2 separate regions of the Mus musculus genome follow, and region 2 is linked to region 1. Evidence: chromatin contacts called from public Hi-C data. All regions are on one chromosome and are shown on one strand. Each heading gives the region's core, a stretch centred on a gene start, on an enhancer-like site or on the middle of the called end of the contact. The rest is flanking DNA. Distances are from core to core; before and after follow the strand shown. Region 1 holds the start of Utp23 (UTP23 small subunit processome component). Region 2 holds the start of Mtbp (Mdm2, transformed 3T3 cell double minute p53 binding protein).

Region 1 (4,498 bases), core at 1,213-3,712:
TCAAGCTGCTATAGAAATGGCTATCTTAAGCAAGCGCCCTAAGGCTTTCCCTACATACCCAGGGACAATGTTTTGTTTTGGTTTTTAAGTCAATAGAAAATGATTCCAAACTTGATGATCACTGTTACAAGGCTCTCTTGTACTTGGTAAGAAGGATAAGTGTGCAAATTGGCAGTCAAACATAGAACTTGGAAAAGACTATGATGTAGTTCCGCAAATTAAAATAAAAAACAATAACAACAACAACAAAACACCCTAGAATATGATTCAAATTTTTAGTGGCATCCCATATCTTTTTAGAACTAAAAAGTGACTAGAAGTTAGATCTAGGTAGAAAGAAAGTCTTTTTTTTTTGTTTTTTGTTTTTAAAGCTTTTAATTGTTTTACGAGGTTGGGATGATATTTCTTTGTCATGAGAGTCCATTCAGGGCAGAGAGTGTGCATACAGGGATAAAGGAAGGATTAAAGTAGAAAATACTGACAATTATGCTTAAGGACTATGAAACCAGCCCTTCTACAGCATCTCATGATTTCAAACCCCTAATTTTATTTTCCATTAAATGAAAGCAGCCATCTCATGGTAGTACTGGGTTTCAGGTCAGGACTGACTTTATAGAGTACCTTAGTTCAATTCCATAAACCTATAAATTGAAATAAAGGGCCAAATGCAAGCAATACATTTCAATCACATTATAAGTCATTAAAAAAAAAAAGTTCCTTCAATCTTTGGCCAAATTGGCCAAGACTAGATCTGGGACAGATTCCAGCCAGAGACAAAAATGCAAACTCCATACTCTCCAGTCTTTGATTCTTTTACCTTAGAGTGGATACCCTACACAGTTAATCAAATTTGAAAACTCCTTATTCATTGTCTTCATTTAACTAAATTGGTTAAGTAACTTCGAAAGTATTTAAATTAGGGGTGTGTGTGTGTGTGTGTGTGTGTGTGTGTGTGTGTCTTTCAATTTTAACCCAGTATGTATTTTTCCTATGTTAGAAACTCCGGACAGAAAAACGTCTATGAAATTGAGATCAGGCCTCCAACTCAACAAACTTTCGGGAAATGAAACTCTTGGAAATTCTCCTAAAACACTGAGGCACTCAGGCTTGGCTTTGGGATGAGAAGATACAAATAATGGCTCTGTAACTGGCCCAGCAGAACTTGAAGATATTCTTTCGTGTCCCTCAAATTGAAACAACTGACCCTAAGAAATGGCAATTTCATGCTGGAAGAAGGAAAAGACGCAGAGCCTGACACCAAGAGGGAATTTAATTTGTCTTCTGGGAAAGAGATTTCCCAGTCTTAATGCCTTCTTAGAACACCTTCCAGGGTAGGACCAAAGTCTTAAAAAATGATGGACAGTGCCACATATTAACCAAGGTTGGTTAGAATTCAGCATTTCTCAACCTGTGGGTCCTGAGCCCTTGAGGTTCAAAAGACTCTTTCACAGGGTCTCCTAATACCATCAGAAAACGCAGATATTGGCATTATGAATCATAGCAGCAACAATGTTACAGTTATGAAGTAGCAATGAAATTGATTTTATGATTGACACACACCACACTTGAGGAAATATATTAAAGGGCTATATTAGGCAGGTTGAGAACCAATGAGTTAGATATTCATGTCCCTGGCTACCTATGTACACTTTAATTTCACTTCAGGACCTCAGAGATTGACTGTCATAATGACTGGCACCTCCGTTTGGCCACACTATGGAAATCCTTTTTTTAAATATTAATTTGGCTGTTTAGTTTATTTGTTTTCCAAGAGAAGATCTCAATGTGTAACTCTGGCTGCTTTGGAACTCACTATGAAGATCAGGCTGTCCTGGAACTCAGAAACCTTCTTGCCTCTGCCTCCTGGGATTAAAGATGTGTACGCCACCACAACCAGCAAATTTATGTCAATTGGGTTCTCCAGGATGAGTTAGAGACTGTGCTGTCAATTTGGGTAACACCTTTTTACCATAGAATCAGTTCATTCGTAAGGTGTTGTAAAATACCCGTGAACATCAAGGAGTCAGTGTGAGCTCCAGACGCTTAGGAACCACGTGCCCTTTGCTTCCTTGAAGACCAGCAAAACCTCCCAAGTTAAGGTCGTCCAACCTTGGCTCATTTTCTTCACTTGGAAACTAAAAACATTCTTGGGAATGATACATAGTGAATGGCAAGTTACAAAGTGCCTGGGTCAATGGTACCATAATTAGTTATTTTCATATTACTAGTCTTTTAGAGACTTCCTAAGTGTCAGGCAAAGAGCTACACAAAGCAAGGACTATTAGTCCAGCTCGCGAGTGTGCATGTGCCAACCTGCGCCAATTTGCGCACTCCGAGGCTCCTCTGCACAGAAAGCTCCGCCCCCTAAAGCTCGCGCTAGGAAGTGGGAGTGGTCGTTCCTTTGCGAACTACAGAATCCGAGAGGCGGGCTGTGGAAATAAGGGAGTGTACTTCCGGGTCGAAGGGGCTTCGTTCCGGGAAATACAAATTTCTAGGAGTGCGGAAGTGAGGCTGGTGCCGGTGAGTCCGGTGGCTTAAACAGGCATGAAGATCACCAGGCAGAAACACGCCAAGAAGCATCTCGGCTTTTTCCGCAACAATTTCGGAGTCCGCGAGCCCTACCAGATCCTTCTGGATGGCACTTTCTGCCAGGCGGCGCTGCGGGGTCGCATCCAGCTGCGGGACCAGCTGCCCCGCTACCTTATGGGAGAGACCCAGCTGTGCACCACGAGGTGGGTCTGCGGGGCGGGGTCGCGGGTGTGGCCCAGAGTTCTCCACGGTGCCAACCAAGTCGGTTACCTTGGGCCGCGACTGACCGAAAAGTCAGGCAGATGGTACTGTGCCTTGTGAATATTCAGTTATTTCTGAGAAAAATCAGAACAGGTAACATGTGGACCTGACTTGGACTTCTGGTTCCAATTAAAACCAGCTGTGTGGTCTCAGGCAAGAAATGGTGTAGCTGTAGAGAGCATAACTTCTTCAAAGTTGATATAAAGTCACGTGAGGTATCATTTACATTGGACATTTCTCAACATCCAAAAGCTAACACCCATTCTGTGGCGGTTGTTACTTATAACCCAAAGGTTTTCAAGCCTTCCAACTGCCAGTGAGGTTTTATCTTCAATTCCTAGGAAAAGAAGTCAAGGCTGGAGATATTAAAAACTTTACCCAAGGCCATTTTTAAAGTACCAACCAAATGGCAATCACTGCTCCAGACCCTGAGGACACCTTAGTGGGCAAGACGAAGGCCTAGCCTTAGCCTTCATGGGCTGTAAAGTCAACTCCTGATGGCTGTTTTTCACTCCACATCTGTGCCTCCTCACTTCATGTAAGAGAGCACACCTAGGGTAGCACACCCGGGAGCAGGAGTGTGTGAGAGGGGTGGGCGTGGGGGGTGCGGGTGGGGGTTATTTTAAAAGGTCTCATAGAATCGATGTTCGACCCCCTCTGAGGCTTGTTTAGAACTGAGGAGGAAATGTCTGTTTTCAATGATAGAAATAGTAATGTTATTGTTTTAGAGAACTTTTGAACAAATAGAATTGGTTGATGCCTGAACCATATTTAATTTTGGGACTTGAAGATATATATTATATCTAATATTATGGGACATGAAAATAGGGAAAAGGTAAACTGAAGCTAGACCATGAATAAGAATTTTAGTAGTTTTTGTGGAATATTTATTTAAGTAAATAAATTGAGTTCAACTACAGCTTACAAATAGCCAGTTAAGGTGTTCTTTATACATTTGTCCGAGTCAAGCCGTGACGTGTGCTGTTCATGTTCTACTTTGCAGTAAACAGCCTTCCACATTTAGAATTTCTTAAGTAATGCTCTTTCCGAGTTGCAGATAACCTCAAAGTTTTAATCTCAGGCTGGAAAGATGGCTCAGTTGTTAAGCATGCTTCCTGCCCTTCCAGAGGACCTGAGATGGTTCCTAGCATCACTGTCAGGGGTCTCACAACTGCTTGTAACTCCAGCTCCAGGGGCTCCAACACCCTCTTCTGGCCTCTACAGCTAACCACCCACATATACATAAAAAAAATTTTTTTTTTTTTTGGAGTCTAGGTGATGGTTTCAAAACAGGGTTTCCCTGTGTATCCCTGGCTGCCCTGGAACTCACTTTGTATATCAGGATGGCCTTGAACTCAGAGATTCTCCTGCCTCTGCCTTCTGAAATCTGGGATTAAAGGTGTGTGGCACCACCATCACCCAGCCCAACACACACAAACTTTTAAATATGATCCCTTTAGCCTTAGGAGCTGCCTGTACAGCTTTTAACAGCCTCTGTCCCTGGATTAGCTGCTTCTGAATGTAAGTAGTTTGTTTCCTCCCACGTGCCATACCAATACTAACAGTCCCGTGCTGTGATACAACCAGGCGGGAAGTACTACATGTACATGTCATAGTTCCCCAAGGACTTCAACTACGGAGTCACTCAAGGGAGGTTACACCTGTGATACAAATACTCTGCAAGGCTGAGTCAGGAGGAGTACCATGA
Region 2 (4,406 bases), core at 1,271-3,770, 3.7 Mb after region 1:
AAACAAATCTTCAATTCAAGAGTGAAAGGCAACTTATCACATCAAGCTGGCTCTACCTTCCCAGGGGAAAAATTTTAGAAAATAGGCAACATCTATTAAAACCTCTCCACTCAAAGGCATGTCGTCATGAGAAGAGACTAGTGGAAGAAGGGAAACTCAATTTACAGTGGAAATCAGGACAGCACTGGAGTGCAAGTAAGGTTACTGGTGGGTTTTTGTTTAGTAATAGTATCAAATGGGACTGTTTAAAACACACACACACCATCAAATTCAGTTTAGCACCTGATGAGGTCTTCCAGAAGGAATAGAATAGAGAATCTTTATATACACGCAGAAAGGAGCCCTTGAACACAGTCCCGTGAAACCTCATGAAGTTCCTATTCTGGAGTTGTAAAGCACGGCTGCCCATGACGGATCTAAGGCAGTACTTACTCAGCTGATGGTACACTGGTTTATTTAATCCTTGCAGTTTGTTGGATGCTATAACCGCAAGTTTGCCAGGGGGCTGCATTTTGCCATCTAAGAGATACCACATTCGAGCAAAAGTGGCCCATTGCTAGGAAATAAAGAGAATAAGAAAATTCTAGTTAAAATGGAAACAATTAAAACCATTACTATACACTATTATGGGTATTCTATAACTAATGCCAGCAATTACTTTGAAAAACAGACTATCACTAGTTTGTGTGGGTGTGTAATTTGTTTCCATTACCAGTTCTGAGGTCTTTTCTTGTTATGGCATTAAGATAGTAAGGCATGTTACACAGAAAGCTGAGTGGCCAACTGCCAACTGAAGATTATTCAAGAACTCAGTTCTAGGAGAGCTAAACACAACTATGCAATCAGAGCAGTATAGCTTAGATTCAGTATGTCTATGTGTGTGTGAGAACTGAGAAACCAGGCAAGCACTCTACCACTGAGACCCATCACTAACCCCTTTCATGCTTTTGAGACAAGAGTCTCACCAAGTTACTCAGCTTAGCCTCGAGTTCACCCTGTACCCGCCAAAGGCTTGAAATTACAACTATCCCCACTTCATTCTCTAGAATAGCTGGTATTACAGGCCTGTCTTCCAAGACATCTTTAGGTCATCTGATAAAATCACTGTCTTCAATGCCTCCAAACTAAGGAAATTATCTCTATTCCAGAAAGATCTTGTCCAGGTACTTTCATATGCATATACACAAGGATTATATGCTAGAAAAATACACTTATAAGCTTGTGGTTTCATATTAGTTATCCTAAATTTTAAACTAGCCTATGCATACGCAAAAGACAAGTTTACCACATTCCATGTGAACTAATACTTTAAAAAAGCTTGATAAATAATAGAAATACTGCCACATGTCAACTTGCTGTCAAAGTTTTAAATATTCACATCTGTTATTTACCTGATTATAGACAGGTAACAACTACATTTAAAGGAAATGTACTTCAAGTAGTGTTAGGCTAGGAGTTGTCTTGGATTAACATATCAGAAACTAATTCTTTCTCTTCTATCTAGAATCTGCTTCAGTTTCAGTATTCCCTATGAGTCAGCCTTCCGGTTGCCCAAACCAGAATTCTTAAAAGTTATTCTTGTTTCTCTTTACACCCACATTCAAATCTTTAATATATATTGTGGACTTCTTAGAACTCCAATGTTTCAGCCTGACTTGTAAAATGAGTATTTTGTGTGGTACACTAAAATAGAATTCTAACTGAATTCTCCCTTTAGCCCTTCAAAGATCTCCCATCTGTGAACAGTTTATCTTCCACCTGGCGGCTTGAGTGCTTGCTTGATCCTTCTGATGCCTAAGACTTCTAGGTCAAAACTCTACAACAGGTCTTCATTCTTTATAAACAGTCTTAAGCAGCGCAGGCTTGACTTCAAGCTCACTAAGTATCGGAGAAGGCTGGCCTTGAACTTCGGATCTTTCTCCCTCCACCTCCCAAGTGCTAGGATAACATGCGTGCACCATAATTCCAGGTTTATGCGGTGTTGGGGATGGAACCCAGGCATGCTACGCTACATCAGCTACAGCTCCACACCTTCCCTTCCCCCTCCCCTACTGTACTAAACAAAAATAAACATCTTTTAGTGGTTTTTACTGCCCCACGTCATTCAACCTATTATTTCACTTTAGCTCTCTTTCCGCAAGGAACAAAAGACACGAAAGGGGCAGACTGAGGAGAGAAAGGAGCCAAAACAAAGATATCAAGTGGTAGGCAGACTCACAACCCTCTGGTAAGTGACTCCTAAAGCATTTCTTGGGTACGGGTGTCAGCTTCCCTGAAAGCTCAGCTTCTGCACTAAATCCCTGTGAACACTGCTCTTCATTTTCGCCAGCGTACTGAGCACACTATCCTGCCCGAAACGCGCAAACTCACCTGGGGCGCCCTAGAGAAGCTGGACATGCTCTCCGACCCGCGGCGTCCTTTACTTTGCACCCGCCCCGCCGGGGAACCAGCACCACGGGTCCGGCGGGAAACACAGACACCCGAGCATGAAGGTTCCTACTGCCGTCGCGTGCGCTCATCTGCTTCCCCGCCACACTCGGGTCCCCGCCGGTAGCGGTTTCGTTATGAGAGGAGCAGAGAGTGTGGCTCCTGAGAGAATAATTTCCCACAATAATTGGCGGGAAAACCGACGTAGGACATTATTTTGCAGCCAACCTGAGCGGCAGGAAACCGGAAGTGCACGTTGCGCGCGGCTCTTTTGAGACCTAACACTGAGTCCGGGCGCGAAGAGGATGGATCGGTACTTGCTGCTGGTCACCTGGAGGGAAGGGAAGTTTCGATCCGTGGCGGGTGGGGAGATCGAGCCTGGCACTGAGGCGACATCCCTGGAGAGCACCGACAAACAGCCCGGTAAGCTCTGGGCGGAGAAGAGGCGGGAACGACCGGCGGCGGGGAAGCGAAGGATTTGAGTTTCTGATGAAATCCCGGAGGGAGGCGCATAGGTCGAATGGTCCCGGGAACGTGCAACTAACTCTCTGAAGTAGTTTCTATAAGAACTGAGCAGTAGTATGTCAATGGAAAAGATATAAAGTTGTGGGTATTAGATGCCAGTGTCCCAAGTGCTTGGTGAACTGAATATTTGCCTGGTTGAATCTTCTGGTGGCATAGTCATCGAATTTTTGCTTTTAGGGAAGGTATGCTTGCAGAAAGAAGTGTCCCTTGGCGTTCCTACCACCTTGAAGAAAGCACAGAAAGAAATGATAGGTTCTGCAGATCTGAGTTTTACATTCTATGAAGGAAACATTCCACACTAAAAAAAGAGAAATGACCAGCTTTAAAAGATTTTAGCTGCATTGCTTTTTTGGCGTACTTGACTAATCTCAATATTACGTTTTCCTTGTTTTGATTAAGCAGACATTTTTAGGAAGAAATGTATATAGTTCGTATATACTTCTTTTGGAAGGAAGTTTTGATTTCTTGTTACTGATTAGCATATACAAATGAGGAGACTTGGCTGTTTTCTCTGCGGTGTCAGCACTTGAATAGACTTGGTCAACATGTATTCTGTCTACAACTTACTGGCCTTCAGATCCTCTGATAGTGAAATGGAAACAGGCCCTAGATTATGTTAACTCTTGAGTTAGATGACTGAGTCAGGTCTTTATTTTTATAGATTTGACCGCAACCAATATTTATCACCTCTTGAAGAGAAGCATCAGCGATTCAATCCATCCAGATGACAGTACATTCCCTGGTAAGTACAGAAGTGTAATGGTAATGAAATTCCTCTCCTATCCACCACCACCCCCCACCCCCAAAGTCTGACACAGCATTTTTTTGGAAATCAGTCAGTTTGATAACCTAGGAGTACAAGAAAGACTTGTTGACTTGAGAGGCACAGGGCTATGGGGGTATCTTAAAGAAAACCTCAACTACATTACTATTCCTTCCTGATATTTGAATGTTGTAAGTTTTTATAAAAGTTATTCTGGGTTCCCATTGTGAGAGTTTTGCTTCCATATAACCCTTGCTCTCCTGGAACTCTTTATCTGTAGACCGGCCTGGCCTTGAACTCACAGAGATCTGCCTGCTTCTGTCTTCCCAAGTGCTGGGATTAAAGGCATGTGCCACCACTGCCCTGCTTGTGGAAGGGTTCTTGTCTTGAGTAAAGACAACCCGTTACAGCTCCCACTCTGCCTTCTTTACCACATGTGGGTGTTGTTTTCCTGTCTATTTTACTGATTCTCTTAAAGCAAAAACAGCTTTGAGTCATCTGCTTTGACTTTCTGAAGTTCTCACTACTTTTTTTTTTGGGGGGGGGGCAAGAAATCTTCCCTACTTTTAGTTCTATTGGTACTTTACAAATATATCTATTTGTAAATGTATTTGATAATTTTCTTCTCTTTTACTTCTCCATCTGATAATATCCTTTAAGGCCCAGAAAATATGAATATGGAGACAGATCA

Evidence for each region. A called contact is a pair of places that touch in the nucleus more often than the background predicts.
Region 2: a Hi-C map of B cells shows a contact between it and region 1, with 5 read pairs. The contact joins the promoter of Mtbp here to the promoter of Utp23 in region 1. A contact is called at or near these places in 2 of 484 Hi-C or Micro-C datasets (B cells and CD4 T cells).

Annotation. Positions count from the first base shown.
Region 1 is chr15:51,874,979-51,879,476 of GRCm38.p6, forward strand. It overlaps Utp23 (UTP23 small subunit processome component), which reads left to right and starts at 2,463. Exons shown (of 3, transcript NM_030132.5): 1 at 2,463-2,732. The coding sequence starts at 2,545.
Region 2 is chr15:55,554,888-55,559,293 of GRCm38.p6, forward strand. Mtbp (Mdm2, transformed 3T3 cell double minute p53 binding protein) reads left to right here and starts at 2,521. Exons shown (of 22, transcript NM_134092.3): 1 at 2,521-2,850; 2 at 3,614-3,694. The coding sequence starts at 2,733. Mrpl13 (mitochondrial ribosomal protein L13) reads right to left here and starts at 2,425. Exons shown (of 7, transcript NM_026759.3): 1 at 2,371-2,425; 2 at 433-556. The coding sequence starts at 2,397.